Linked DNA regions of Triticum aestivum: region 2 is linked to region 1. A link is a contact called in public Hi-C data. All regions are on one chromosome and are shown on one strand. The core of a region is the stretch at or near the end of the contact, and the rest is flanking DNA. Distances in the headings are between cores, read along the strand shown.

Region 1 (7,944 bases), core at 2,427-4,926:
AGTCCGCTCAATATTCATTTTAGATGAGCACTTGTAGGTCCACGTTGGGATACATGGTTGCATCTCGTGCGTGGATTAATGGATATTAATCTGTCGGATGCCAATGACACGATAGTTTGGAAGTTAACGGTGTCAGGAGTCTTCACGGTTAAAACTATGTATACGGATTTAATCAATAGCGAAGACATCCCAAGGTCGGGCCATATTTGGAGGATTAAAGTGCCGTTGAAAACAAAAGTGTTTATGTGGTTTGTTCATAAAGGTGTCATTTTAACCAAAGATAACCTAGCCAAACGTAATTGGGTAGGGAGTTCCCGTTGTTGCTTTTGTGATCAAAACAAAATAATTGAACATTTGTTTATCAAATGCCCGCTTGCTAGGTTACTCTGGAGAACTATTCATGTGGCTTTTAATGTCAATCCGCCAACTTCAATATCACAATTCTTTCATAACTGGCTGAACGGGGTGAGACCTCAAACAACAGCACAAATCAGAGTCGGAGCATGTGCATTGCTTTGGGCTATACTCCCTCCTTTCCGGTTTATAGGGCTTATCTCAAAATTTTAGTTTTTCCATTTCATAAGGCTCAATTTGATTGTTTTCCATCACATGTTCAGATTCCAAGGTGCATTAAATCATTGCATGCAAGTGGAGTACCAAGAGAAAATTGACCAATGCATGTAATTTATGCATGCATGCATTGCAATTAATGCATTGGTAAACATACTCTTTTGAGGAAAACAAGAGCATTAATTGGGTGCTTTTGCAAACTACAAAAAGTATTCCACCACCCACCATCTATCTTGGTTGGTGAGAATTTTGAATTGAGCCTTATAAACCGGAAAGGAGGGAGTATGGAATTGTCGGAATGACATGGCTTTTAACAGACAACACATTACTACCTCTCTCTCAGTTTACAGGGCGTGCGCGTACTCCTAGATCGTCAATTTGACCAACCTAATACAAGTCATATATTACAAAAAATATACCAACATAAACTTCGGAGTTTCTACTTTCAAAAGATATAATTTTTGTGTTATATAGTTTATATTAGGGTGATAAAATTGGCAACCTGGATATAGGCGCAGGACTTGTAAACTGAAACGGAGGTAGTACTAATTTTTTGCAGGTCATCTTCAGAGCGTCTACATGGATCCGTACGTGGTCCTTGCTGAGCCATACGGACCACAGGGCGCACATGGCTATTGGGTGCAACCGATGGGAAACGGTTGCACGGGATACTTACAACCGATATGGATGGCGGTCCAGTAATAGGTTAGGTGTGTAGGCAGCTTAAGCTATTTTAGCCGGTTGTGGCTTTTTTGTTTTGGCCGCGTGTGGCATTGGTTTCTTTATGATATTTTGAGAATGTTTGAGGAGACTTTTAGACCTCTTTAATTTTTAATAAAATGGTTGTGTGCATCAATGTGATGCAGAGGCCGGAGGTTATGCCTCCTTTTCTAAAAAAAATGCTTGCCTGTGTAATGAGTGAGCGACACGCCCACCATTTCTGTGCAGAAAATTGTAACACACAAAGTGAAATAGCCTACTTTGAAGAATTTTTGTGTTTATTATCTGACGTAGTGCATTTTTTGTTAGGGCAAAGTACAGCTTAAAGGACCTGCATTGTAGGGCGCCTAGCTAGATCTTGTACTAATCCATCATTGCACCCGTAATAATATGATATCCTGTCGTGTGGGAGTGAGGGAAAGACTGAGGCACAACGATACAGTCGGTCGCCACGATAAGATTCATGCAACAAAGTTGGTTCAAGTTCCCAAAGCTATCAGGGCAAAAAAGATTATAGGATCAGTTTAATTATGAGTTTTTTGAAGCTTCCCAGCATGTAACAATCGATTTTGAGTTGTTATGCGTGTTGTTAATCATACTCTACTTTTCTAATGCAAGTAAAGTATTATGCGTGTCAATAAAGATTCTTTGTGCACCTCATGACTTAATATATATACTCGTTCCAGTTCCTGAATGGATCAAAGTTGAGTCTGAGTCAGATCCGCCCGAGACCTGTTTGTACAATAGCCTAATAGATAGATGTACTATACTATTTGGTTTGGGGCCTAGTACTAGCTTGGAAATTGATTACTGTCCCGTACGTGTGGGTTTTCTCAGAAAGAAATCTTCAGCAAGGGATGTACTTTGGTAAATCACGCATGCATGGCGTGAAAAGGAGCTTTACCAGTATTGCACGACTAGATGTGCCGTGAATGTTCAAAAACTAACGGGCATTGTGATCTGCATGTGCATGGTCAATATTGCACACTCGTCATCATCGGATAGTAACAAACACCGGACAGATCTAGAGCTCGAACCTATTGAGCATGCTCCAGGTATTTGACCGGTCGTCAGACGTCGAGCAGACGAGCACCGCACCTACATTCCATCGGGAATCATCGGTCGCGATATGTTTTGCACAATGCACTTTACGTTCTCTTATGGTCTAAGAGGTTGGTCAAAGCCGAATGCAGAAAGGTGAGAGCAAGAGGGAACGGTGGTTGATCCATGGACATAGTAGGTGACCGAGTCCCACAAGCTAGACCATGCATGCACCGCCAATGGGAGAAAAGGATCTCTCATTGCAACCGACCCGGCCAATGGAGCAAGCAATAGTGGCCGTTTCAAACTAGTCCTTGGACCAGTCCACTCACCGGGAGAGATCAAGATAGGCAGATGGCAATGGCGAGCCGGTGACAGGAGGCGGACGCAAAAGCGCGAGAGTAGTCTGCTCGCTTTTCCGGCCGTCGAGGTGTGGATCGGCCAACCACGTCGCCGCTGACCGGCCGGCAGGGGTTTGGGTGCGCGCGAGTCGGCGTCAGCGAGCCGGCCGACAGTGGCTCGACGCGGCCCCGGACAGCGCTGCGACGGTTGCCCGGGGTCAAGACGTGCCGCACTGACTGTTCTCCATGCGTCCGAGGAGACATGCTCCGAAAGCGACCGGCCGGCGGTACTCGATCCTGTGCAGCACTGATGTCACTGAAGGGACCTATGCGGATCTCGGAGATCGCGGAAGTGAAGCGCGCGATCGCGGGCGCGACAGTGCGACGCTGACATGGATGCCGCCCGTGAGACGGGGTGAGTATTTGGCCGGGTCCGGGCGCGAGACGTACGGAGAAGAAGATCTCGCCGAGCGCACGCATGCATGGTGCGTGGGCGCGCAACGTCGCGCGCCGAGGCGAGGCGAGGCGAGGAGAACCGTGCGGGCACAGCACGGCGCCAGGGGAGCGCACCGTCCCGGCAAGCAACGCAACCACCAGCCAGCCAGCATCTTGACCGATCCACCCACCCGCGGCGGGGCTGGATGGATGGGAGGGCGACAGCCAGACGCACGCACGCACGTCGAGCGCGTCACATACATGTTACCGGCCGTGGCTGTCACGCAGGCCGGACGCCGGAGCACGTTGCGATTGGCGAGCCGGAGAGAGAGTTAGAGAGCCGGGTCGCCGGCGGCGCCGTCGTTGCGTACGTCGCGCGGCGTACTCCCGTGGTCATATCGGCTGAGCTGAGCGCTGCGCCGACTCGGGAGGAGCTGCGGGCGCAACCGCCGCCTCGTTCAGATCTGCGTGCACACACGCGCTGACGCGCGCACCTGCGATGCACCACACTAGCCCACTCGGCTTCGAGCCAGTGTTGAACGCTCCCAGCTTTGGTGTCTTTTCTTTTTACATTCCCAACTTTGGTGTCACACAACACAAGTGTGAACGTCTTGTCGTGCGTTGGTCGTGTGGCGTGCGTCGCCGGGTCTTCCTTTGCAGCACCCCTGAACCGGCCGCGTTACAGGTACACATATCTTCTTTTTTGACATGCTGTACGTACACGTATATTTCACGTCCCCAGTGATGAAGATGATGACATATATCTATCACGTGCACTCGCGCAGTTCATTTTCATGTATTCCCTTCTTAAACAAATATAAAAGCATTTAGATTACTATAAAGTACTACTCCCTCCGTCCGGAAATATTTGTCATCAAAATGGATAAAAAAATGTATCTAGACGTATTTTAGTTCTAGATATATCCTTTTTTGTTCATTTTGATGACAAGTATTTCCGGACGGAGAGAGTACATGGATAGGCACGGGCCGACAGGAGAGGTATGAACGAGACGCACTGGGGAACGAAGCACGCTGCGATTTTTTTATTTTTTTTATTAGGGAAACAGACACGACTGGGAAACCATTTTTTTAGACAAGAGAAACAGTTTTTTTTAGACAAACAAGAGAAGTATATGGTAAATGGCCCGTTAGCACGTCTTGGTTCCTTGGCCCGTATCAGAATACCCGTTCAAAGCCCTACTAGCCCGGGTTCTTGCTTAAAAAAACACACTGGAAAGTTTATAGCCCATTAAAGGCATTTCTCCTTAGGCTTTGTTGGGTAGATGGCAAATCATTTGCCGCTTAAAGCATCAGTTATAGCCATTTTCGTACCGAAATCGCTAATTAAAAGTACTCATTTCAAAGATCATTTTCATTTTTCTCATGTTGTGACAAGTGTTACGCTGCATGTTGCTTGTCGCAACTTGGGAATTTTAACTTTTTCCATAGATCCGTTTATTCAAAATGTTTTGTCTTCTAAACCGTGCGTCCAAATCTCAAACCGTACCGAGATCTTCAAAATTAGATGCCATGTTGATTGGATTTGATGAACTTTTTTTTAAAAAAAACCATGCCTCTCACGAAAGAAAAAAAATAAAAACACGTTTTTTTTTCCGATAGGCACGGCCGCGCCTCTCACGGAAGGTAAAAAACACATAATATGTTTTTTTTCGTTTTCAAGAGGCACGGTCGTGCCTCTCGCGGAACCAAAACCATGCCTCTCATGAAAGGAAAAAAAGGACGTCTTTTTTCGTTTCCGAGTGGCACGACGCAGAAGCACAACCGTGCCTCTCGCGGAAGCAAAACCGTGCCTCTCACGAAAAAAACACGTCTTTTTTTCGTTTCCGAGAGACACGGTCGTGCCTCTCACGATAGCAAAAAAACACACATTTTTTCCGTTTCTGAGAGGCACAACAGTGCCTCTCTCGAAAGCAGAATCGTGCCACTCATAGAAGAAGAAAAAAAAGAAAACATGTTTTCTTTTGTTTCCAAGAGGCACGGTCGTGCCTCTCGCGGAAGCAAAACTGTGCCTCTGGCAGAAGGAAAAAAAAGAGAAAACTTGTTTCTTTTCACGCCTCTCATGAAAGAAGAAAACAAAACCACGTTTTTTCATGTAAAATATAAAAAAAGGAATTTCTTTGGTACAAAAGCTATGGGAGACCGGTGGAAAACCAAAATGCCAAAAAAACCAAAAAACCCATCTAAATAGTCGAAAACGCGTGCAGGAAAAATTCAAAAAGAGCGCACAGAGTGCGACATGTGACGGCGGTTGAGAGCGCGCCAAGTGGCATGCTTTCAGTCCACCCCCTCGTTGGGAGGCTCCTGAAGGAGCGCTCCTCAACTAGTTGCTCTCTGAACATCCACACACGACTCTTCGTCAGTTCTAATGGACCAGCCCAGCTTTTAGTTTTTTTTCTTCTGGGGTTTTGTTCTTGTTCTAGAAGATTCTTTGTGGTTTCCCTCAAAGAAACAAAGTTTCTATGTGGTCATTCGGGTTCAGTTTTTTGGGTTTTTTGACTGTTTTGCTCCCTTTTTCCTTGTATTTTCTTTCGGTTATTCTCTGATTTTTTATATTTATTTCTTTTTTTGTATAATTTTCCTCTTTCATTTCCTTCTTCTCTTTTTCATTTTAATTTTTCATGATTGTTTTCAAAATCATAAACTTTAATTTTGTAAACATTTTCCTAATCGTCGGACGTCTTTCAACTTTGTGCATGTTTCTCAAATTTGGAAACTTTTCATAACTTTGTGAACTTTTTCAAATCCTCGATTCTTCTTCCAAATTGTGAATATTTTATAAGGTCATCAACTTTTTCTGAATTCATGAACTTTTTTATTTGGGGTATTTCTACCAAATCCATGTTTTTTAATTTATGATCTTTTTGAGTTCATGAGCATTTTTACAAAATTCACAACTTTTCAAATCCCTGAATGTTTTTCAAATTCATTAAGAAATTGGAGTTCATGAATGTTTTCCAGATCATGCAAATTATCATATCGAGGATTTTCTTTTTCAAATTTGTGAACTTTTTGTAATCCATGACGTAGATTGAAATTTGTGAACAATTTTGTAAATATGTGCACTTTTAAAACCGGTGAACATTTTTCAAATTTACGAACCATTTTTCGATTGGAGAACATTTTTTGTTGTTTGCGAATATTTTTCCTAATTCACGAATATTTTTTGTATTCACAAATATATTTTCCCAAACTTGCAATTTATGTTTGTTCATCAACATTTGTTTTTCAAATTCATGTAATTTTTTAAAACATGTGGAAAAATTAATTTATTACTTTGTAATCTATAGAAAACTAAAATTTGGATTTGTTTTTTGAACCAATAGCTTGCTGGTCTTTTTACTAGCTTGTGGAACTAAAGGATGGAGATGCTGTAAAAAATGGCAATCAAACCAACCAACCACTGAGCGACCGACCAGAGTGCTATTTACGCTGCGGCCGGCCATAGAGACACGCGAACGCCAACACGTTTGCTGGCGCCATAAGCATTGGTTAGTAGTTCTTGACAAAGTGAAATATTATTCGCCGCCTATAGCACCAATTATAGCTGTTTTCGTATGCAAGGCTAACACATAACTCTTTGTCGGTTCTATTGAGCCAACCCATGTTTCTCTTTTTCCCCTCACTAGTTTTGGGATTGTTCTAGTAGATTCTCGTTGATTACTCAGGTTCCGTTTCCTTGGAATTTTTTTCCTGAGTTTTGTTCTAGCTTTTGTGGTTTTTTCTCTGTATTTTCTTTTGGTTATTGTCTGGTCTTTTCTTCTGCTTTTCTTGTTCTTCTTCTTCTTTTATTTTTCCTTTTTTTCCTTTCCTTTTATTTGCCTTTCCCTTTTTCCTTTAATTTTCCATGAACCTTTTTTTAAATTCGTAAAGAGTTTTAAAAAACTACAAACAGTTTTAAAATCATGAGCCTTTTTCAATTTCATGAACATTTACCAAATCACAATACTACTTTCAAATTTGGGTACGTTTTCAGTTTTGTGAAATTCTTCCAAATACCTGATTTTTTCAAACCATGAACATTTTCCTAATTTCTGAATTTTTTCAATTTACAACTTTTCTAAAATACAAGATTTTTTTTTTAATTTATGAACTTGTTTCGAGTACATGAACAATTTCCATGTTCATGAAAATTTTCAAATCCTTGAGCGTTTTTCAAACTTGTTAAAAAATTGGAGTTCATCAACATTTTCCAAATTTACAAACATTTTCAAATCCACATTTTTTTAAAATTCATAACTTTTTAAAAATCCATGAGTTGTTTTCTAATTCATGAACTTTTTTGAAATATGCAAACATTTTTTAATTCACAAATAAATTTTGGATTCACTAACAGTTTTTCCTACTCAAAAATATTTATCTTCAAATTGTGATCTATTTTGACTTCACAAATACTTTTTTTGAATTCGTTAACGTTTTGAACCTGTGCAAAATGGGAATTCATTCTTTTCCGGAACGGATACCTTGATGGTCTTTTACTAGCTTGTGCAACTGAACGATACTTTTCATTTAAATTTTGTATGAACTTGTGTTTTTCAAATTCATTAAGTCTTTAAAAAGCACAAAGAATTCTAGAATTCATGAGCCTTTTTAAATTTTGTGAACATTTCCAAATCCCTAAACTTCTTTCAAATTTGTGGATGTTTTCAAATTTAGGGACTTTTTTCAATTTTGTGAACTTTCTCAAATCCTCAAAAATAATCAAACGTGAATTTTAATCGAATCTGCAAGTTCTTTTTTCAAATTCATGAACTAAACCAAATAGCCCTTTGCATGTGTGTGCTTTCCTCTTATTTACAATTCATGCAAGTATTCCTTT
Region 2 (7,944 bases), core at 2,868-5,367, 740 kb before region 1:
CGTCTCTGTATGTTCGTCTCTCTACGGCTAGCCGGTAGTAGGCTGGTACTAATCTCGTAGTGGCCCAAGATCGTAATGTGGTACCGCCAAGGTCGGGCAGTTTAAATGAGCAAGTACTCGATCGGTCCCGCGCTCCAGTCATTGCACATGCACTTTGTGTCCACTCGATCCAACTCTTCTCGTCACTTCCATGCATCCCTCGTGTCCTTGATATGCGTGCCAACAACAGTACACATCAACGTTTCTCTAATCTGATTCGCCCATATTATAGTTCCATATATCATTGTGTGTGTACAACGACGGAGTGTCAAGGAAATCGAGTAACGGGCCAACCTCTTGCTCAGTGGGCCTGGGCCATCCATTTTCTTTTGAGGTAAGCCTAGGCCATCTATTGTTTTGGTTATTGTCTCAAAAAAAATCTATTGTTTTGGTTTGTTGCAAAAAAAAATTCTATTGTTTTGGTCAAATTTGTATCCACGAAGAGGAAATCGGGAGACATGAACAAGCAGCCGATTTGGTCTCCACTACGCTTTGCCGCTGTGTATACAAGGAATTAACGGGGTGGTAAAATGAGTTTTATGGTTTGTTATATGAGTCGAAAGGGTTGACTGGTCTGGATATCCTATTGGGTTCGGTCCATCGCAAGGTGACCGAGGATATGCATGATCACCTGCTTTCTTTCTTTTTCGATCAAAGGAGAGCTCCTAATTTCATTTTCATGAAACTAATAAAATAACCACCAATTCAACAAGTTCCACTAGAAACGCTCACCACGACCGTAGCTACAACTCAAGTGAAGGTGGCTCCAAGGGCACGATGGGTCCGTCCATTGCAACCATAGCCACTGGGCATGTAGAGCCACCCCGGCGAGCTGTAGGTTGCGAACCCTGAGGTCGCCTAGGGAGAGAGAGCGGCAAACACGCAACCAGTTGATGCGGTATTGCCCTCCACGTGCATCCTTGCGGCGCGCCTATAAGAAGCCGTGGATGATCCAATTAGTCTTTTGTGAGGATGGATTTGTTTAGGACAATCGCCATGAGAAAGTGTTGGTGCATGGTGTAGAGAACATGCCCGACTAGCTCCAGCCAATCCACGAGGGATGACATGCACCCGAGCCAGGTAGAGAGCTTCTTCTCGAACTTCTCGACGAGCGATGGGAGGTCCAACGTGGTCGCCTTCCTGATGGAGAGGGGATAACAAGGTATTTTAATTGCCGTGAAGTGGGTGATCGTGCAAGTTAGTTCGGTGTTGATGATGGCGAGGTGCTCATCGAGCAGCAGATAGGCGCCGCTGAGCACTTGGACAGGTTGGTGTGAAGCCCAGTCGCTGTACCAAAGACGTGGAGAATCCCTCGGGCCATAGAAATGTCGTGGGCGTCCGGGTGGCAGAAGATGACGACGTCATCGGCATACAAGGAAACGTTAGATGCCGCGTGGTGGCGGGTAAGGCAGTGGAGGAGGCCTCGCTCAGAAAATACCTAATTTCTCCAACAGAAGATGCTTCCACCTATCAATACGAGCTATGTTTCCAAAATAAATTTGTGTCTTCTTAACTACCTCGCCATTAATTAATCATAAAACCCAGTATCGACCTAAGACTGACTATACCCCTCGCATGACGAGGAACGGTCGGAGCTAATTTGGCCTCGATTTTACGGTCACAGATAGTTCCAATCCACAATTGTCTTTTTTTTCACCACAGTCGTCTCTAAAATAGTAAGAGTCATCTATGATGGTTTGGCTGATGGTTTTGCTTGGAAACGTCGGCAATGAGTGGGCAGTCCCATATGGTTGCGAACGAGTTATTACATAATGATTTGATGAACCGTTCGGGTCTTGGACGAGGATGCCCGTAGTGGCGTCTTTTGACGTTGTATTGAATTTTTTGTATATATCATCATGCATCCATATTATATAGTAATCTAAAGTTCAGAAAGTTTGGTTGGAGATATGGAATGCTAGGGAACGACACCTACTTAGCAACTGAAACAAAGTTGATATGGTTTTAAGAGATGAAAAGGGAACTGTCATTTTCTCTTCATGTAGGCAACTTTTTTCATGTCGACAAGCATTGGAAGCTGAATTGTGTGCATGTACGGAGGGTATGTCTTTTACCATCCAGAGAAGCGAATTACCCATCGAGATCGAGATGGATTCTCCTGTTGCATTTAAGTTGATCCAAGCAAAAGAGGTGGATAGATCAGTCTACACATCTCGCATCAAGGAGATCAAATATCTTATGTCTCTATGTAAATCTTGTATTATTCATGTAAGTTATAGCCAGAATATGGTTAGTGATAGTATAGTGAAGTTTGCTCGTTCTGAGGGCAGGACTATGATCTAGGTTGGGCCAGGCCAATCGGTTGCTATGGAGTTAGCTACGATCGACTGTACGAACCTTTGAGATGAGTAATACATGTTTTCACCCGCAAAAAATAAAAAGCAAACAAAGCGGCTAAAAGCAGCCGTACACAGATAAGCTGCTGGGGCTAAAGTGTAGACAGGCACTGGAACGAACGTTACACGCTAGCCATCAAAATGGAGCGTCAATTAGAGGATGCTTCTTGATCGTCCGCAATGGAGGCCACCTGGCTGACAGGGATGGTGCGTCAAGTTGCGGAAGGCACAAATTCAGTAGCATTGCCATCATCGTGCAGCAGCGAAGGAAGCGAATGCAGAGTCCACGCACAGAGCGTCGAGGATGCTCTGGGGCTGGGCTGCGGTGGAATGAAAGGAACGTATTGCAAGACACAGGCCATACAGCTTTTGGTAGGAATGTACTAGAATGAAAGGTCACTGCTTCGTACTATTGCCATGTTCAGACTCAAATGGCAGCGATTTTATCAGTAACCAACGGAGGACGGCGGAGGAGCCAAAGTGGGTACAGAGGAAGAGAGCGGCGAATAACCGGGCCACATGCATGGGCTTCGCCGCACAGACACCGACCGGCTTAATTCCGACGAATCGTCTCGCTAGATTGCAAAATCCTGCACTGCATCTGCATGCCCCAGGCCAGGAGCGAGGATCAAATGCTAGCTGCCACTCTGAAAAGGGAACAATTATTCTTTTTCATTTCGTTCACTCGCAGGGACCACCGGCATGCCACCAGCGCCAGTGGCCGATCGATCGGTCGATCGCTGTGCGCAAGTAGCGGTGAACAATGCAGAGAGACAGGCAGACAGGGCAAGTGCAGGGCAGATATATGCATGGCATTGGCATGAGAGAGCCTCTGCGCTTCTGCTTCTGGCTGGCCTCAACGTGTAGCGCCATTAAGCGCGCACGGACAGGCGCGCATGCACAGCGACCCGATTGATCGGTTCTTATCGCCCTAGCTAGCCCCCTCAGCTAATGGTGTCATTCTCACAACTCACATTCTGGTGCGGTGAAGAACTCGATGCAGTAAACTTGGTTGGTTCAGACTTCGTGGGTGAAAATGGTGCCTAGCTAGCTAGCTAGCTCATGGACGCGATCCAAAATTCGGCAGCATGCATGGCTGATGGCTCTGTATATACATACGACGTCATGGGTAGCTAGCGAAAGTGAAAAAGTTGAAGTGGGTACGGAAAAGAAGTAACCCGTCGAGAATAACCGCGCGGCGCAAGCTAACCGTGTAGGTCAAGCGGAGACGCCTGGGATCGACCCATCCCAAACCCTACTCTACGTATACTACAGTTCGGCAGCGAGCCACCGATTATTCACCCGTCACCGGGCCGCTTGCGTGACACAGTAGTAGATAATTACCGGGGGAGGGCAAAAGCAACGGGGTAAGTAATCTGCGTCGACGACTTCGCTGTCAGGGGCGGGGCGGGGCGGGGAGGGAGGCGAGGTTGTTGGGTCCGATTTTCCGACAGATGAGGCGTGCGAGATTATGCCATTCGGCGGGCGAAGGGATAGGGGAATTCCGAGACAGGCGCATATATGCCGAGCCAACTTCACTCCATTCCTCCGGCCCGGAAGAAAATAATAATACATATTCCATTCGTGTTCATTCATTCGTTCGTTCCATGATGGAAATCGGTCCGGCCCGGCCCGGCCCCGCGCGCGAATTGGGACACGTACGTGCGCGCCTTCCCCCGCCACCGCGCGCGCGCGCGTGTATATATACGGGCCAGCCCAGCCCCCCCTCCCACATTGCGACCCGAAGCAGGCAGCAAAGAGAGCGCCTCCTCCTCATCACTCGCCACTCACCAGCCAGCCTCACCTCTGCCCAGGAGACCAAAAGGCCGGACCAGCAAGCACCAATCCCACGGGGGGAGAGAGAGAGAAGCAGAGAAAGCTGGGTGGTAAGCTAACGAGTCAAATGTACTTGTAGCTTGTACCGCCCACCAATCAGCGCTGGACAGCAGCCAGCGGCTAACATCTCCTCCAACAGTGGAAAGATCGCGCCAGCCAGACGCGCGCGCGGCGCACCGCCGGCCGGGAAGAAGCACTTTCCAGCCGGCCTTGAGCCATCATGTGCAACACCGGCGCCAGCCCGCCCCCCTCGCCGCCGCCCCTCACTTGCTTCAAGAATTCCTCCCACCTGCTCCACCCCGTGGGTGACCACCACGAGGAGGACGACGACGACAGCCACCACCGCGCCCGCGCACTGGCGCTCTCCAAGGTATACGCGCGCGCGCGCGTGCGTGCTCTACGTGTAGATGCGCACATTCTATAATCTCCAGCTTCCTCCACCTGCATCTGCATGTGCCCCGGCCGGTAAATTTCATACTGGCATGGCATGCACACGTACAAGCAGGGTAGACATTCAGCTGCTAGCTAGCTACAGTACGTGAAAGGTCGCTGCCTAGCTAGCTGCTTAATGTTTATTTACTGCCTGGCCGGTAACAGCAACCGGCCGGGAGGAAAAGGAAAGCTCCTCGAGCTAGTTTGCTTTTCTGAGCTGATCGACTTACGTGTGCTCGTGTGTACGGATGGCACCAGGTGGCCGGCGAGGCGCGGGCGATCGGGCGGCTGTCGGTGCCCATGGCGGTGACGGGGCTCGTCATGTACTCGCGCAGCTTCATCTCCATGCTCTTCCTCGGCCAGCTGGGGGAGCTGGCGCTCGCCGGCGGCTCGCTCGCGCTGGGCTTCGCTAACATCACGGGCTACTCCGTGCTCTCCGGGCTGGCGCTCGGCATGGAGCCCCTCTGCGGCCAGGCCTTCGGCGCGCGCCGTGGCAAGCTTCTGGCGCTCGCGCTCCACCGAACCGTGCTGCTGCTCCTCGCGGTGGCGCTGCCCATCTCCCTCCTGTGGATCACCTCCACGGGCCACATACTCAAGCTGCTCGGCCAGGACGAGGGCGTGGCCAGCGCCGCGCAGACGTTCGCGGCGTATGCGTCCGCCGACCTGGCGGTGCTGGCCGTCCTGCACCCGCTGCGGGTGTACCTCCGGTCGCAGAACCTCACGCTGCCGATCACCGCGTGCTCTCTCTTCTCTGTGCTGCTCCACGGGCCAATCAACTACCTCCTCGTGGTGCGCCTACGCATGGGCGTCGCCGGCGTCGCGCTCGCCGTCGCGCTCACCGACCTCAACCTGCTCCTGGCGCTCCTGTGCTTCCTCGCCATCTCGGGGGCCCACAGGGACTCGTGGGTGGGTCCGACCTCCGACTGCCTCCGCGGCTGGGGGGCGATGCTCCGTCTCGCCGTTCCCACTGCCACGGCGGTCTGCCTCGAGTGGTGGTGGTACGAGCTCATGATCGTGCTGTCTGGGCTTCTGCCCAACCCGCGCGCCACCGTGGCCTCCATGGGAATCCTCATCCAGGCCACGTCGCTCGTCTACGTGTTCCCGTCTTCGCTCGGCCAGGGCGCGTCCACGCGCGTCAGCCACCAGCTCGGCGCGGGTCGCCCGGGAGGCGCCCGCCGCGCCGCTGGCGCTGCGCTCTTCATCGGCCTCGTCATTGGCGCCGTCGCTTCCACCTTCATGATATCCGTCCGCAACCACTGGGGCCGCATGTTCACGTCGGACTCGGAAATCCTGCGGCTCACCGCGGTGGCGCTCCCAATCGCGGGGCTGTGCGAGCTCGGCAACTTCCCGCAGACCGCCGGGTGCGGGGTGCTCCGCGGGAGCGCGCAGCCCGCCAGCGGCGCTCGCATCAACCTGGCCTCCTTCTACCTCGTCGGCATGCCGGTGGGGCTGGCGCTGGCCTTCGGCGCGCGCCTTGGCTTCGCCGGGCTGTGGCTCGGCCTCCTGGCGGCGCAGGCCGCCTGCGCGGTGTGGATGGCGCGCGCCGTGGCCGCCACTGACTGGGACGTCGAGGTGGCGCGCGCCAAGGAGCTGACGAAACCCACTACCAGCTCCAACAGCTCCGAATGCAACGCCAACACATCAAGCGGCAGTGCTGCCGCTAGCACCAAAACAGCGGCAACTGCTACCGGCAGCAATGCCGGTGGAAGCAAGAACAAGAACGGCTACGTGCCGATCAGCGAGAGCGGCAACGACGACGCGCTACAGAAGCTGGAGGAAGGGCTCATGCCCATGGCCAGCTCCAGCAGCATCGGCGGCAGCAATGGCGACACGAATGCGGTGGATAGGGACAGGGAGAGCAGCAGCTTCAGCGGCAGCGGCGCTGTTTGTACGGCGGAGGAAGGAAAGGAGCAGTGCGTCTCGGAGCGGGCCCCGCTCATCAGAGTGGGGGACGTGGAGGAGGAGGGGGAGGAGGCGCACGAGCACGATGGCGACGGCGATGGCCGTGGGGGCGGCCAGGTCTAGGGTGGTCGCCCCATGGATTGGTTCTGGGTTTTGATAACTCTAGGCTGTTGCTATTGACTTGATCCATCTCCGCGCCATCCTCTTTTTCGGTGGCGAGGTTTTGATAAAGAGCGAGCGAGAGGGAGAGAGAGAGAGAGAGAGAGAGAGTATTGAGGAGGAAATGATTATGTATATTGGCCTTCTTATTTTCACCTTTTCTTGCTTATCATTGCCCCAGATTGGTACTCCTGGAAGCCTTCTGTAAATACTAGCCACACCATAAGAGGTCCAATATATATATTTTTATATTTATATATTCACGAGAGTGCACATTATCAATGGATGATGAGAGTTGAAAAGTGCCTCCCACGTGTGTGCGCACGCAGCCATCCACCACGGGCGTGGAGGTACTGGTACGTATGCCACTGTTGGTGGCCTGATGATTTGAGACGAGTTGATGCTGTAGCGCTGTTCCCCGAGTGGATGCAAGCGTGCGGGGCCAATGGTGGCGCCCCGCTGCTGCCATTTCCACGCACACCGCCCGCTCCCACCTCCAACTCATTTGCCGCTCCTTTTTGTGCGTTTCCTTCCTTTTGATAAAGATCGTAGTACGATCCCCCGATATCTACAAAGCACTCGCCGAGAAAGCTGCCCCTGGTGTCTTGCGATTTTGCGAAGAATAAACTTTGTGGCGCAGCGCAAAGGAAAGGAACGATGCCTGCTGCTGCTGCTGCTGCTGCATGCATGCCTCTGTTTCCCCTCCCAGATCACCCTTTTTTTTCCTAAAAGGATCTTACGGCAAATATTTGGCCCTGTCACCGTACAAACTTCGAATAAAGCGTGGGGGTTTATGGCAGCACCCGGTGTGATACTACTCGGATATGGAAAAGGCCCTTTTGCGCATCAGTGGATTGCTCACGACCACTTCCTCTTTCTTGTTTCGGGTTTGCATTTTGTAATCGTGTGGTTTTTGTGAACTCTTTATACGTTCAGTTTGTGAGCTTTAATTAATACTACTAGAATCGAAAAGATTTTTCTGTGGTACCAATAAAGAATCGGCAGAAAATGCATGCCTTGTGAAGGCCAATCCTCATCACCGAGCTCCCCACATTCCATTCCCATTTGTACAATTGCGCTTTTTCTTAAGCAGCTAAGCCAGTCACCATGACCCCGGACCAGAAAATCTTTCCCAAAAGGAGAAAAGCGGGAAAAATACAACGGGTCACGGCCAGTGCCACCACTCATCAAGTGCATGGTGTACCATGGATTTCAGCGC

The links. A called contact is a pair of places that touch in the nucleus more often than the background predicts.
Region 2: a contact with region 1 is called in a Hi-C map of leaf, with 3 times the contacts expected there. The contact joins the promoter of LOC123085093 here to the enhancer-like site in region 1. A contact is called at or near these places in 2 of 5 Hi-C or Micro-C datasets (both in leaf).

What each region holds. Positions count from the first base shown.
Region 1 is chr4A:54,604,348-54,612,291 of IWGSC CS RefSeq v2.1, reverse strand. No RefSeq gene overlaps it. Among protein-coding and RNA genes, the nearest start is that of LOC123081743, 75 kb to the right of the region's middle. Within about 2 kb of position 3,676, at least 1 of the 8 cell types and tissues checked has an H3K27ac peak or open chromatin away from gene starts, as enhancers often do. A contact at or near this core is called in leaf, where this site is marked.
Region 2 is chr4A:55,348,936-55,356,879 of IWGSC CS RefSeq v2.1, reverse strand. LOC123085093 (protein DETOXIFICATION 48) reads left to right here and starts at 4,117. Exons shown (of 2, transcript XM_044506675.1): 1 at 4,117-4,602; 2 at 4,923-6,883. The coding sequence starts at 4,453. The coding sequence ends at 6,689.